2 separate regions of the Mus musculus genome follow, and region 2 is linked to region 1. A link is a contact called in public Hi-C data. All regions are on one chromosome and are shown on one strand. The core of a region is the stretch at or near the end of the contact, and the rest is flanking DNA. Distances in the headings are between cores, read along the strand shown.

The links. Hi-C and Micro-C count contacts between places; a contact is called where the count stands out from the background.
Region 2: a contact with region 1 is called in a Hi-C map of cortical neurons, with 2.1 times the contacts expected there. The contact joins the enhancer-like site here to the promoter of Gsx1 in region 1. A contact is called at or near these places in 4 of 484 Hi-C or Micro-C datasets (cerebellar granule neurons, cortical neurons and nephron progenitors), 2 of 115 datasets of contacts at active chromatin or transcription factors (embryonic forebrain and pancreatic cancer cells) and 3 of 9 other capture datasets (adipose tissue, liver and pancreatic islet).

The regions. Positions count from the first base shown.
Region 1 is chr5:147,186,247-147,192,888 of GRCm38.p6, forward strand. Gsx1 (GS homeobox 1) reads left to right here and starts at 2,450. Exons shown (of 2, transcript NM_008178.2): 1 at 2,450-3,052; 2 at 3,532-4,701. The coding sequence starts at 2,644. The coding sequence ends at 3,908.
Region 2 is chr5:147,089,100-147,095,581 of GRCm38.p6, forward strand. The region is part of intron 1 of Polr1d (polymerase (RNA) I polypeptide D); the gene reads left to right. Among named protein-coding and RNA genes, the nearest start is that of Polr1d, 15 kb to the left of the region's middle. Within about 2 kb of position 1,667, at least 28 of the 459 cell types and tissues checked have an H3K27ac peak or open chromatin away from gene starts, as enhancers often do. A contact at or near this core is called in adipose tissue, cerebellar granule neurons and cortical neurons, where this site is marked.

The sequences.
Region 1 (6,642 bases), core at 1,200-3,699:
CCTGGTGCAGCGGTGACCTAGGAACACCGAGCAGGGAGTCCATTACCCATCGCAGAGTTTGGACATAGCCAGGTTGCCAGCGCCTTCTCTTCAGGCCGGGTGAAAACACCCTGGGACAGGTCAGTCCCTGCCCGGGACTCCCCCGTTCCGAGTTACACAACCAACCGTTTCACCATTTCGGCACAAACCCCGGTCCACTGTGGGGCCGCACATTAAAAAGTGTTATTCGCTTTGAAGGTTTTGTCTAATGGTTCTAAACTGAAAGAAAATGTTTTCCTATTACTTAATTCAATCATAGCGAAGAGACTTGGTAAAAAGCCCACGGATTTTGTCCCAAAGTGTGACAGAGTTCTCTTTGTGTTTGCTTATCCTCCGCTGTCACACACTTTAATTCGCCTCTCTTTATCTGGCATTCAAAACTTTCTTCAATGACATTCAATAAGGTCTAGGGGCTGGAGGGAGAGGGGGAAACTGGTTATTCTCCCCCCCCCCCCCCCATATTCTTTCCCAGTAGCTTTGGCCTTGCTTGTATTCAAGGGCTCTTAACCCTTTCCTCGCTTGGGGCGTTCGGCAGCTCCCAGGAGAGCCCTTGCATTGGCACCTCGGCTGACTTGCCAGCTTTGGAGCGCAGCAGCCTCCCCCTTCTACCCTCGGGCAGCGTCCACACCCGTTCCGCCCTAACCCGCCTCAGCCCAGCGGGGAGCCCCTCTCTAGTCTCAGCTCTCCCGCCACCCAGCCCAGCCCAAATTTCCCAGAGAGCAATTAGAACGGGAATTAGGCTGCATTGATGCGTACCGGCTGGTTTGCGGGAGCTTTGGGGCCGAGACCATAGCTTGGGGGCACCGCATGCCAAGCACCAGGGGACCACTGAGCCCTCACTCTTGCTAGATGGCGAGATGGCACGCCCTCCACGCAGGTTAGCTCCCCCTATGGCGACCCTCCCATTGTCGAGGCAGTTGCTCTCACACACACCCTCTCCCATAACAAATCATCTTTGATTTTTTTAACCAGTTGTTTGTGGCGGCTCGGATGTCATGAACACTGCAAACCCATACAGAGGCCTCGGGTTTGGGCGGCCTTGCACTGATTCATCCACCCCCTCCGTAAAGCTCCCCTTTCTTGGTCTCACGATTCCGTTCACGGTTCAGAGCAGGTGACTGTGGCGATTTGTAAAATCGAAAGTAGTAAATTCGAAATCTTTTATGCTAATTTCTCATTGTATGTTAAACGCACAGGGACAGAGACAGCTCTGAATCCCGGGATGATTTTTTTAAAAAACTGAAGCTGTGTACACAGAGCGTGGCATTTGAAGTTGTTTAACCATTGTGTTACCAGAAAGAAAGAAAAAAAAGAGTGCGGCGACGGTAGGAGGAAGCAAAGGGCAACAGAAACTGGGAAAGACAGAAGAGTGCTCTTCCTTTCTCTCCAGCCGTGGGAAGCAACGCTTTCGAGTGCACCGGCGTGTCTAGTGGAGTGTGTGCGAGTGGAGAGTGCGCGCGCAACGTCTGTGAGAGTCTACACCATCCACACTCACCACGTTTGGTGGGGTGGGAAAGCTTCATACCCACGAATTCGGCTCTCACTCCCCTTGCTATGTATCTGTCCGTATTTTCAAAGACTACCCACCCGCGTACTTGTTTTGTTGCTATTTCTTTACATACACGGCCCTGTTGTTGAAGGGAAGAGCTGGTTGGCCAAGGGTCCACCGAACAAAGATGAGGAGTCACAGGCAACACCAAAATTGGGAGCCTTTGATTTTCTGAGAAAACACGGACAGAGATGAGGTTAGTCTCCAATGAGGACTAGGGAGCCTTTCTCTCATCCTCTGAGGCGCACTCAGAAACCTTGTTTTTCTGTCTCCAAATAGTGCGAGAGAAGAGACTCCACAGGTGGGAATGGTGGCCGCCCATTAGGATGCTTCATAGGATGCAGAGCTGAGCTTCGAGAACTAAGCGAAAGCGATACACTTGGTGGAACTGGGGTGGGGGGAACGAGCAAGGAAGAAGTAACAGAAAGAAAGGGACCAGGATCAAGTGGGCAGAGGAGATGGGTGTGCGCCCACGGGGATCTGTGCAAGCGAGGCAGCACGGGTGCGGAAATCAATAAGATAAATGGACCGATCGCCAGCGCAAAGCCAAAGGAAAGTAAGAAATAAAGAGAAAGAAAAGAATATTAAATCGCGGGAGAATGAGAAAATAAACCCGAAAAGGGAAGAGGAGGGGGGCGAGTGCGCCTGTTACGGCGTGGGTGGGGTTGACAAGAATAGAGTACATTATGCAGTTCATTTAGTTAACAAGTGAAATAATGAGGAAGCGTGCAGAGTGAATGCCAAGAGAAAGGGCACAAAAACCCTATTGAGAGGCCCCGGCCGCTCCTGGCGTAGCCCATCACATGGCAATAGTCCTATTTAAGCGGCGCCGCCGGCGTCTTTCAGCACCACTAGCGCTGGCCAGCACCTCGCCCGCTCCGGGAGGTGCCCGCAGCAGCAGCCAAGGTGATTCCAGCCCGGGCTTGAGCCGCGCGTGGAGCCTCCGGGGCCCGGGAAGCTGCGGGTGGCCGCGGCCAGGGGAAGCTACGACAGGATCTGCAGTTCCCTCGGGCTCCAGGGGCGGGCTGGCGGCAGGTGGACCGCGCGCCGGAGCCATGCCGCGCTCCTTCCTGGTGGATTCCCTTGTGCTGCGGGAAGCCAGCGACAAGAAGGCTCCGGAGGGCAGCCCGCCACCGCTCTTCCCCTACGCGGTCCCGCCGCCGCACGCGCTCCACGGCCTCTCGCCGGGCGCCTGCCACGCGCGCAAGGCCGGCTTGCTGTGCGTGTGTCCCCTCTGTGTCACCGCTTCGCAGCTGCACGGGCCCCCCGGGCCGCCGGCACTGCCGCTACTCAAGGCGTCCTTCCCTCCCTTCGGATCGCAGTACTGCCACGCACCCCTGGGCCGCCAGCACTCCGTGTCCCCTGGAGTCGCCCACGGCCCGGCTGCGGCCGCAGCAGCTGCTGCACTCTACCAGACCTCCTACCCGCTGCCGGATCCCAGACAGTTTCACTGCATCTCTGTGGGTAAGCGGGGTCCCCGCGCGAAATTGGGGGGCGGTGGTCCCGGGGTGGGGGGAAGTGAGTGAGCTAGGGATGGGGAAACGGCGCGCTATGGGGGACGGTGAGGATACTCGAGGGGCGCTCACAGTGCTAGACTGGGACCGGACGTAGGAACCGGGGAGAAGCCAGAAAGATCCTGGGGCGAAGGGGAAGGGGTTAAGGCCAGCTTTGAGATGTTCCTTAAAGGGGTGTTAGGGACAACCGATTCCGAGGAGAATTGGAGTCTGTGACTTGGCAAGGAGGCACCCGCCTGTGGAGTGATGAATGGAAGGATGGAAGGGATGTGTGCCTGATTCCAAGGTTGAGGCTAGCCTCAGTTCAGCGGGAAATTAGGCCCAAGGCTCAGAGGTTTGATGATCTCTCTCTCTCTCTCTCTCTCTCTCTCTCTCTCTCTCTCTCTCTCTCTCTTTCCCTCCCTCCCCCCCCCCCCCATCGCCCTCCAGACAGCAGCTCGAACCAGCTGCCCAGCAGCAAGAGGATGCGGACGGCGTTCACCAGCACACAGCTCCTGGAGCTGGAGCGAGAGTTCGCCTCCAACATGTACCTCTCCCGCCTGCGGCGCATCGAGATCGCGACCTATCTGAACCTGTCCGAGAAGCAGGTGAAGATCTGGTTTCAGAACCGCCGGGTGAAGCACAAGAAAGAAGGCAAAGGCAGTAACCACCGCGGCGGAGCTGGGGCGGGGGCCGGCGGGGGCGCACCGCAAGGCTGCAAGTGCTCTTCGCTCTCCTCAGCCAAATGCTCAGAGGACGACGACGAATTGCCCATGTCTCCATCTTCCTCCGGGAAGGATGACAGAGATCTCACAGTCACTCCGTAGGTGCGCCTTTTAGAGGACCATTGGTTTCCCCACCCCCCACCCCGACCCTTCCCGCACTGGTCCCCAGGCACCCGCTGGCCAACCGACGGATTTCGTTGGGCTTTGCGGTGGTGCGCAGCTTTAGGCAGAGCTAAGACCTTAGCAGACACTTGAAGACAGTGCCCCTGTCCCTTGGGCTTCAGGGTGTTTAGGAGGACTCCAAGCGATGAAGGCTGAGTCCTCCTCCTAGGACACAGCCTCTTCTCCCAGGCACGCAGGCCGGAGCACAGCGCCTTGCTGACCGCCAGCGCCTCTTCGCCTGCCAACTCTGGGCTGGTTCAAGCTTCCTCGGTTCCACTATTCTCTCCTTCTCGGTCAATCTGGGCTTTTCACTCCGCGAGTGGCTGTTTGCTTTTCTTTTAACATTTCTTTCTTGCCCCCAACTCGTCTCCCCCCACTGTGGTCCTTTATGCAACACGTCTATGGACTTAACTTTTCCTTCCCTCCTCAGGAAGTCTCTCCCTTCTGTCCGTTTGTCCCTTAAACAGGGATCAGGTCTTGCTGTTCGAAGAAGTCCCCCTAGCAGAGAGAACTGTCTCACATGGTATTGTATTGGGGAAAATGACTCTGTTTCCAATACGCTCTAAACCCCCTTCAAATGAAGCCGCTGTAACCAACCTCTCCCCATTGTCCAGGCCCCGACTCCCTCTGGGGACTGACTGACTGTGTCATTGTATCGTCTCTGTAATGCCAGAAGATATTTATTTATTTATTTATGTACAAAATTTTAAATAAACTTTTTTTTTCTTAGAAATTCCCCTGCCTCTGGGGTCCCCAGGCTTAGGCTGTAGGCCAGGCAGGCACAGGCAAGGGCTGGCACTCTCTGCTTGGGCGCTGCAGAGATCCAAGCTCAGCTCCTCCACTTACAGGTAGCCACTCTCCTCCCCACACCCGCAGCTCTCTTGAAGCTCCGGGATTCTACTCCAACTCCGTGTCCTTCCCAGTATTCCTGTGCAGGGCGGGCAGGCTGGCTGCTCCCTCCGATCTCCAACAAAAGATGCTATGCTTCCCTGGCTAATTCCAAGGGTAGAGACCAGGGATCCAACCTTCTTAGGGTTTGAGCTGCTCTAGCCTTTATGAAGGGTGCGCCCCGGTTTTGCTTTCAGGCAAAAGGTCCCTGAAAGGTGGCGCAAGATTCCAGCTGATTCCGGCTTTCCTCGGGGATCTGTGTGGGCTTTTTATGCATCTGTATTAGATGAGATGCGTGGAGTTCCGCCGAGCCGGTGAGCGCGTACGCGCTTAGACACCCAATAGCAGGTGTTACTACAGTTCGCGGACTCAAAGCTGGGCGAACTGCGGACCCAGGTGCTCTCCATCTGTTTCTTATTGGATACCTAGAACTCTTCTCTTTGTTCCAGAAGCCCACCACCCGTTCTCTAACACGCCCTGAGGAACCACGAACGAACCGGCTGTATTTAGGCAAAGATTCTTTTGAGCGGAAAAGTGTAGCTAGGGTTGCTCAGCATTCGTGATGGTCCCTTGTATTGTCTTCTCATTGAAACCAGGCTCAGTGCGAAGGTCTCTCTCTAGTTCTCCTCTAGAACAGCGTGCGCCCCCCCTCCCCAGAAGCCACTTTTGATTCCCCGGTTTTTGTGCAGGAGATCGAAGGGGGTTGGTTACTTGCCCCTGCGCACCCTTGGCCCCGCTCCCATTCCCATCCATCCGAGCCTCAGCTTCACTCGGACTAGTTTTCTGATCTCCCTGGAGAGGTCATGGTGCCAAACTAAAGGCAGCCAAGGCTTTCAGGACCCTAGAATAGCGACTGCCGATTTGTTGCTGGGACGACTTCAGCGGCTTCCTGGCTAACATGACCACCTCGTTAGATTTGTTGAGTCCTTCAGCTTCATGAAACTCACAAGTGTGTCTTTGGCTAGGATTCAGGGGTGGACTGCAGCAATGACTCTCAGTATGAAGAAGGCTGCAGTGGATTCGAAGGGCTGGTTTAAAACCAGGCCACCACCAAGATTACCTGAATGGGTGACTTTTGCGCAAAGGACAGGCTCCGCGAGAGGCCCCTCCGTGAGAAACACAGTTTCAAACCGTGCTGGGAGCCAAGTTGGGGGTGGGAGGCAAGACTAAGAGAGAAAGGTAGAGGCTGAACCCCTTCCTCTTTCACACCCTATTCCATCGCCACCCTCCCTGGGTCTTGCTCCTTCCCAGTGGCCTGCAGAAAGTGGTGGTGATTTGTGGTGCGCTGAGTCCACAGCAGTTCATTTCTCCCGGGAGCCAAGTTTCTTCTCTGGAGGTTTCTTTCCCAGGGCTTACATTTCCTGCCATTCTTGGTTTTCGGCTTTCTGGTGGATGACCCTGACGCATAGTGGGAAAGAGCGCAGCCTGCTCCTGCCATCTCGGTCTTTCCCTAGGCCAAGTTGAAGCGCAGCGCAGCGCGCAGGGAAGAGCGGAGGCAGCCTTGGCAGCGAACTTCTGGGCTCACCTCACCGTCCTGCCGCCTGGACCACAGGACGATTGTCTGAAAGCACACACAGGCCTCACCTTACAGCCTCCAGCATTAATACAGAAATAGCCTAGGTTTTGTAGGGACATAGACTCCAGGTTGAAGTCAGGGGTCAAAGCCATCCTCCAAAGCATAGTTTCAAACTCCATCCCAGAGAGACACAGTCCAGCCTTCAAAACTCGTGGTTTGAGCTGGAATTTAGAATTTGTAAGACAAATTTTAAAATTAGACCAAACCTGA
Region 2 (6,482 bases), core at 417-2,916, 98 kb before region 1:
TCTGCTCCCAACTCCATGTGATATATTTTTTGATAACCCACTAAGTCTCTCCAGTCTATCTGTACTGACCATGCATGACTGTGGGGGCCGTCCACTGGAACATGAGAGATCCTTCCCCAGTAGCTGGCAAGTGCCAGTGGCTCCACATTAACAGCGAGGCCTGGAGAGTGCCTGCTCTCAGCTGTGCCGTCATCCTGACTGGCTTGATTCTGCGTGGATAACCACAGCCACTGCGAGTCCATGAGTGAATAGCCGTGTGGTGTCCAGAAGCAGCGTCTCACGGCACGCCTCCCTGTCCTCCAGCTCTGACATCTCTCTGTCTCCTTTCAAGATATTCCCTGAGCTCTCCGGAGCCAGGGGTGCTCATGACAGAGATATCCCAGTTGGGGCTGAACGCTCAGTCTCAGCGTTTTGATCAGTTAATGTGTCTCTGCATGGACTGCTGCCTGCTGCAAAAAAGAAACTTTTCTGATAGGTTGAGAGCATCCCAGATATGTTGCTATAAACATAAATATCTAGAAAGCAATTTGACAATGTTACAATTCAGTGAACTAAAAATAGCAAGTTCTACCCTTGTGCCTATGATCTCTCCAGTTATGGGTGTTTAACCAAGATTAAAGTACCAGACATGAAATTCTTGCTGTGGAATGGCCCTCAAGTCCAATCAGAAAATGAGAATGACCCTCTAACAGTACTACACGATTGCACTAACAGGTCCATCTTGCCTAGGCAGGTTGGCATTATGGCAGGCAGTATCTAGTGCTGGGTAAAGCTACTGATGTCTTTTCTCCCCCAACAGCCTGCATAGATAGCACCTTCTGACATGGAATGCTAGCCAGCAGGAAGGAAATTTCTTGCTTGGTTGAGACTGTTTTTCCTAGTCCTGTAGCCAAATAGGGTCTTAGCATGTAGTTATTATGGAGGGCAGCCAAGGACAATGGTAATAGCCTGTGTTGTTTTAGAGACCTTTGGGGCCTGCCTCACCAATAACTCGTAGGGAGGTATCCCATGCCTTGCACTGCCGTTTTCATTTAATAACCTGTGTCTTCTGGGAGCAGCATTGCATAAGTGTTAGTTTCTAACCAACTGGGATCCCAGAATAAGTTGTAATTGGAACGCAGAGTTCAAGGGTCACCATCATTGAGGAGATTTAAAGTGGTCTCAGATCCTGGGCTGCTCGCTTACACTGTTCCGCGTACTTAAGCATAAATCTTGGTGCTAAGAACACTTAGCAGGATTTTTCTTCAAAAGTGATTAATCTATGAAATTGGAGACATAAGTTTCAATTAGCACTGCATTCCAAAGATGAGGCATGGAGCAGGGCCATCATCTTCTTTGTCAGAGTAAATGAGTTGGATTTACGTTCTGTGTCAGATCCTGTGATCTAAGCTCTCAGGCTTGATGCCACAATTTTATTTCTGTCTCCATGTGAAGATTATACTTTGTCCGTAAATGGATAGTGAAATGGGGTGGGGGGTGGGGGGCTTTAGAAGCTGATGATTAGAAACCTTGATTGAAAATGTCTTGTCTTTAGAATTGTCAGCCTAAGGGTGTGTCCCTGTCTGCTGCCCAGACTTGAGGCAGGCAAAGCAGAAGGTTCCCTTCCTGTTGGCCTGTCCCAGTGGGCCAGCCTTCTCTGAGCTGTGTGCTTCCCAGCAAGCCAAGACTTGAGAAAGCCAACTCGGCTTATTTCTAGCGAAAAGCAGATGGCCTCCCACCACGTAGCTCTGACTGCAGAGGGAAACCGACTCAAGTAGGGAAACCAGTTTAACCCTCCTTTCAGAGTTGATGGCTTCCCACCTCTAAGAAAGGAAACCGAGGTCTGTACAAGTTAAGGGAGCTGACTGAAGTCAGACAGCTAGCGAGTCTTAGCCATGCAGAGGCCGGTGGCTTAGAGGCTGCCTCAGAACCCTTGTATGGCTTTAATAGTAACACTCAGTTTGTGAAAATGCACATTTTCAATCTTATTAAGCTTTATGGGCACCATCTTTAAATGAATTCATTTTAACTTTTTCACTTATATTTCTCCAAAACACCTCTTGAACAGCCTCAAAAATGCTGGGATTATCTTCATGAATGAGTAAAAATAAGAAAGTTGTACAGACACAAGGTCAGAGCTTTGCCCCTTACTGTTAACCTAGGCATATCAGCAGCACTGCCCCAAAGCATTAGCTGTTCACCACTAAGGGGGGGGGGGGGGGACAGCCAGATCAAGGGTTCTTCTGGGAGTCCATGAAGTGACATGCTATAATCACTGTGTATGTGGTGGGTATCAGAAATATGTGTGTGCTTTTCTTAACACATGTACAGCCATCAATACTCCATTGAAATTATACCTACAAAGTAGTTATTTAAAATCTCAAAACAGCACCTTTTATATACTCAGGGCCTTAATGTTGCATTACTATATGTATAATTACATTTAACCCCCCATAGAAGCTCTAAAAGCCTGGTAGGAATGTCTCCATTTAGCAGATTTCATAGTTATGTTGAAGCTATCTAGCAGCCCAACTGGGACTCATTGTCTAGTCAGTGTTATAGATACCATCTCCTCTTAGGTAATCTCAGTATATTCCCAGTTCAAGACTAATAGAAACTGTGTGGTTCCTCGTCTCAGAGCATCGAGAGCGCGTTAAGGCCAGTAATTGGCTAGTTCTTCTCAGTGTGCGTTTTTCAGATGGAAAGTTTGCTGTGCAGCTTGTGTTTTTCAGGGTGTCCTTAGTGGGTGTGAAACAACACTGAGTCAGTGTTGATGTCCTTAGCGGTGATGACAGTGCGCTGCGCTGTCACAGTGAGGTGCTTTTGAGGCTTCTCCCTAGCGTGCTTGGCAGCCATTCTTGCTTGGTGGGGTGAGTGATACAAATTTGGGATTAAATATCACCCCAGTCAGGAACTTATTTAATCTTGGACAAGTTAACCTCTCTAAACCATAATCTCCTTGGCCTTGTATGGCAGTCACGCTAACTCAGCTCTGATGGTGGCATGTACCTTTCACCTTGCAGTTATGAAAACGTGTGACAGTGTATTTAATGGGTCTTTATCTGAGCAGTTTGCTTCATCTGGGGCTTTCTCACTATAAATTATATTAAACAGAAAACTATAAATACTTAGATTTGGGGCCTTCTTGAAACACAGTGTATGTAGGGACGAACACAGAAAGTTGATCGATGGCCTGTTTCTGTGAGTTGTGTTCCAGGTGGTGTATAACAGGATGAGCAGTTCCAAGCACTGCCATGAAAAGGAGTGTGCACAAAAGTGTGCGACTTGGGGGGCCACACTCCACTGTTGGAACAGCCAGTGTGCTCTTTCACTTACAAGTGCCCCCATGAGGGGATTGGGGGGGTGGGTATGGGGGACTTTTGGGATAGCATTGGAAATGTAAACGAGGAAAATACCTAATAAAAAAAGAGGAAAAAAAATCATATGGAAAATCACAAAAAAAAAAAAAAAGAAGAAGAAGAAGAAGAAGAAGTTCCCCCCGTGGTCTCCGCTGTGCACCTGTTCTGGTTTTAATCCCATCCTGGACTCCTTGCTAGCATGGCTCCATCCCATTCAACTGCAGCTGCTGCTCTGCCTGAAGGACGGTTCGTGTTTGAGTATAGAGGAGATGTTCTAGGATGCACAGCTATTTAAAGTGTGGCTTTAATGAAGGGCTAGAAGATTGTGTTGAAATAGTTTAACCTTTTAAATCGCCATCTATGTATTATAGAGTACTACTTTAGTGTGTGCTGGGTCTTGGTTGTCGTACTGCTGGCTTCTGATGTCCCAACACTGAGTGCCTTGCCCTGGTGGTTTCTTCTGGTTAGCAGCTGCTGTGTGATGGGATAGAGCCATGAAAGCTGGTGTAATCTCTACTGGACTCTTCTGCCTTGAGCTTCTCCACTTGAGCCGGTTCCTTTCTTTTATTTATCTCTGAATCCTGTCTGTTGTTTATGTTTTTATTTAAAGAAAGGCTCTCACTGTGTAGACCTGACTGGCCTGGAGCTCACTGCATCAACCAGGCTGGCCTCAGACTTGCAGCTATCCTTCAGGCTCAGCCTTGGGTCTATAGGTGTGAGCCACCATACTAGCTTTGCCATTGAACTAAGTGTAGATAACATATTTGCATTGCATCAGAGCCTCACAGCAACCCTCAGCTTGAAGGTAAATGTTTATATCCCTTTACTTTTCAGTCCTGACCACTTGTGCAGTGGGCTACTTCAGTTCTGTGAAGTTCTCATCTTTGGAGGGCCACTCGGCTCCAAGTTAGGTCGTGTGTGTCTGTTTATGTGTATGTTTCCAGCTTCTGGATTCTATTAACCTACTATGTTACGGAAAAGGAGTTCTCTCTCCAAACCCTGGTATGTGTTAAGTAGGACGTTTTCTTAGTTGTGAAAGGGGATTTGGAGTTGCCTTGCTCTACTTAAGTCCATTCTATATGAGTTAATACCTGGAATAACAACTGAAACTTGACACAGCAGAGCTTAAGGAGTCAAGAATTTGCTGACTTGTTTTAGTAAATTATTGGCAGAGTAGAAGTTTGGGCTTAATTCTTGGTGTGGAAAACATTTGTATATGTGTTCTGCTTTGTTAATCTCTGCTGCCTTTGTAGAGGAGATTAACATATCCCTCAAAGCAGTGTTTGACACCTAGAGTGTGGAAGATGGAAGTGCCCGGTGGCCTGGCAATCCATGAGCCCTGGCTCTGGTGCAGCCCCCGTGCTCAGTTCCTGAGGCTCTTCACCATCGCTCTAGACCGCTCTAAACCTCTGTAGTGCCAGCTTCCTCTTCTAGATCTTCTTCTAGATATTCTAGATCGCTCTAGACCTCTGTAGTGTGCCAGCTTCCTCTTCTCATGGTGTACTGCTAGACTTGTGTTTAAAGATCAGTTTGTTTGTTTCTTTATTGTGTTACGAGTGTTTGCCAGCAGATGGATGTGTGAGTGTATCACATGTGTGCCTGGTGCCTGTGGAGCCCATAAGAGGGTGTTAGACCCCTGGTGACTATAACCACAGGTGGGCGCGAGCTGCCCCCTTTGGGTGCTGGGAACCAAGCCTAGGTCCTCTGCAAGAGTAGCCAGTGCTCTTAACTGATGCGTCATCTTTCCAGCCCAAACTTAAAATGTTAGATGTTCAGATATTTTATATCTGAGTTAAAAACCACACAGCTCAGTTAGTGATAGGTATATTATTTTCCTTAAAAACAGCAGACTCAAGGGACTAGTTTCTACATGTGTTAAAACATGAAAGCACTTTTTAAGGAGCCTGTGGCTCTGGATTGCTCTCTTATCTTCATTGTTTTCCATAACTGGGCTTTTAGCTCTGGGTATAATTTATGGTCACCCGATGAATCAGTGGCTGAGCTCTGTGGGGTGGACAGCCTGTTTTCCAGCGTATGCCACAGCCTTGACACACTGAGGAAAACAGCCCCGGCAAGCTGACCAGACCTTCTACCGCCTGCCATCCTCAACGCCAAGAGCCAAGAGCTCTGCAGCGCACTTAGGACAGTCTGCAGGCCTCTGTGGAGAACAAAGCTCTTGAAGGATTGGGAGAGTGACTTACACAGACCCAGCTTTCTGTGAGGTAGTTTTCTTGAGTCTGTTATGTTTATCAAAGGAATACGCCAAACTTCTGCCAGAGTTTACAAGAGCTGTGGTAGGAAACTCAGAGAGAATTTTCCTTGTGGTATTTTCTTAAGTACAATTTCTGTACCCTTTTCTTGTTGGAATTGAGCTGCTGCTTGGTAAAGTCAGACTTTTATTTTGTCTCTGCTTTCCAGTCATTAGCCATTTCCTAGCCTCTGCTCAGTTCAGGCAGCTGCCATATTAGCTGTTCGCATTTGAGGGCAGGGAGCGCTAGATATTGGCTCCCCTCCACACTCATTTTTCTAGGCTATAAATCCTCCCCACACACACACTTTTTTTTTTGTCGGCACAATTTTGTTTTATCAGTCTTCTTGAAGAGTAAGCAAATACTTTTCGTTGAGTAAAAAGGCTCAATAATTATTTTGACCTTATTTCTCTATTTGGATATGTTTCTCCCAGCTAATATTTCAATAGGGCATATACATATATTTTTTCAACTTACCAGTTGGCCTATCAGTAGATGGGTTATATAATCCATGGACTTTTCTATTTTGAGTTTATTATTTCCTAAGCAACCCCATGCTACCACCTCACAGTTTTCAGTAAGAGGTATTTCTTTTTGTTGTTGTTGTTTTTTGTTTTTTGTTTTTCGAGACAGGGTTTCTCTGGATAGCCCCGGATGTCCTGGAACTCACTTTGTAGACCAGGCTGGCCTCAAACTCAGAAATCCACCTGCCTCTGCCTCCCAAGTGCTGGGATTAAAGGCGTGCACCACCATGCCTGGCTGATATTTCTTTATATAAACACGCATATATATGGCATGTTTACTCAGATATTACAATAGGAAGCCAACACTAATGCCTATTCTCTGTATCATGATTTAGAGGTAAGTATTTGTAAGCATGCTTCTGCTTTGAAAA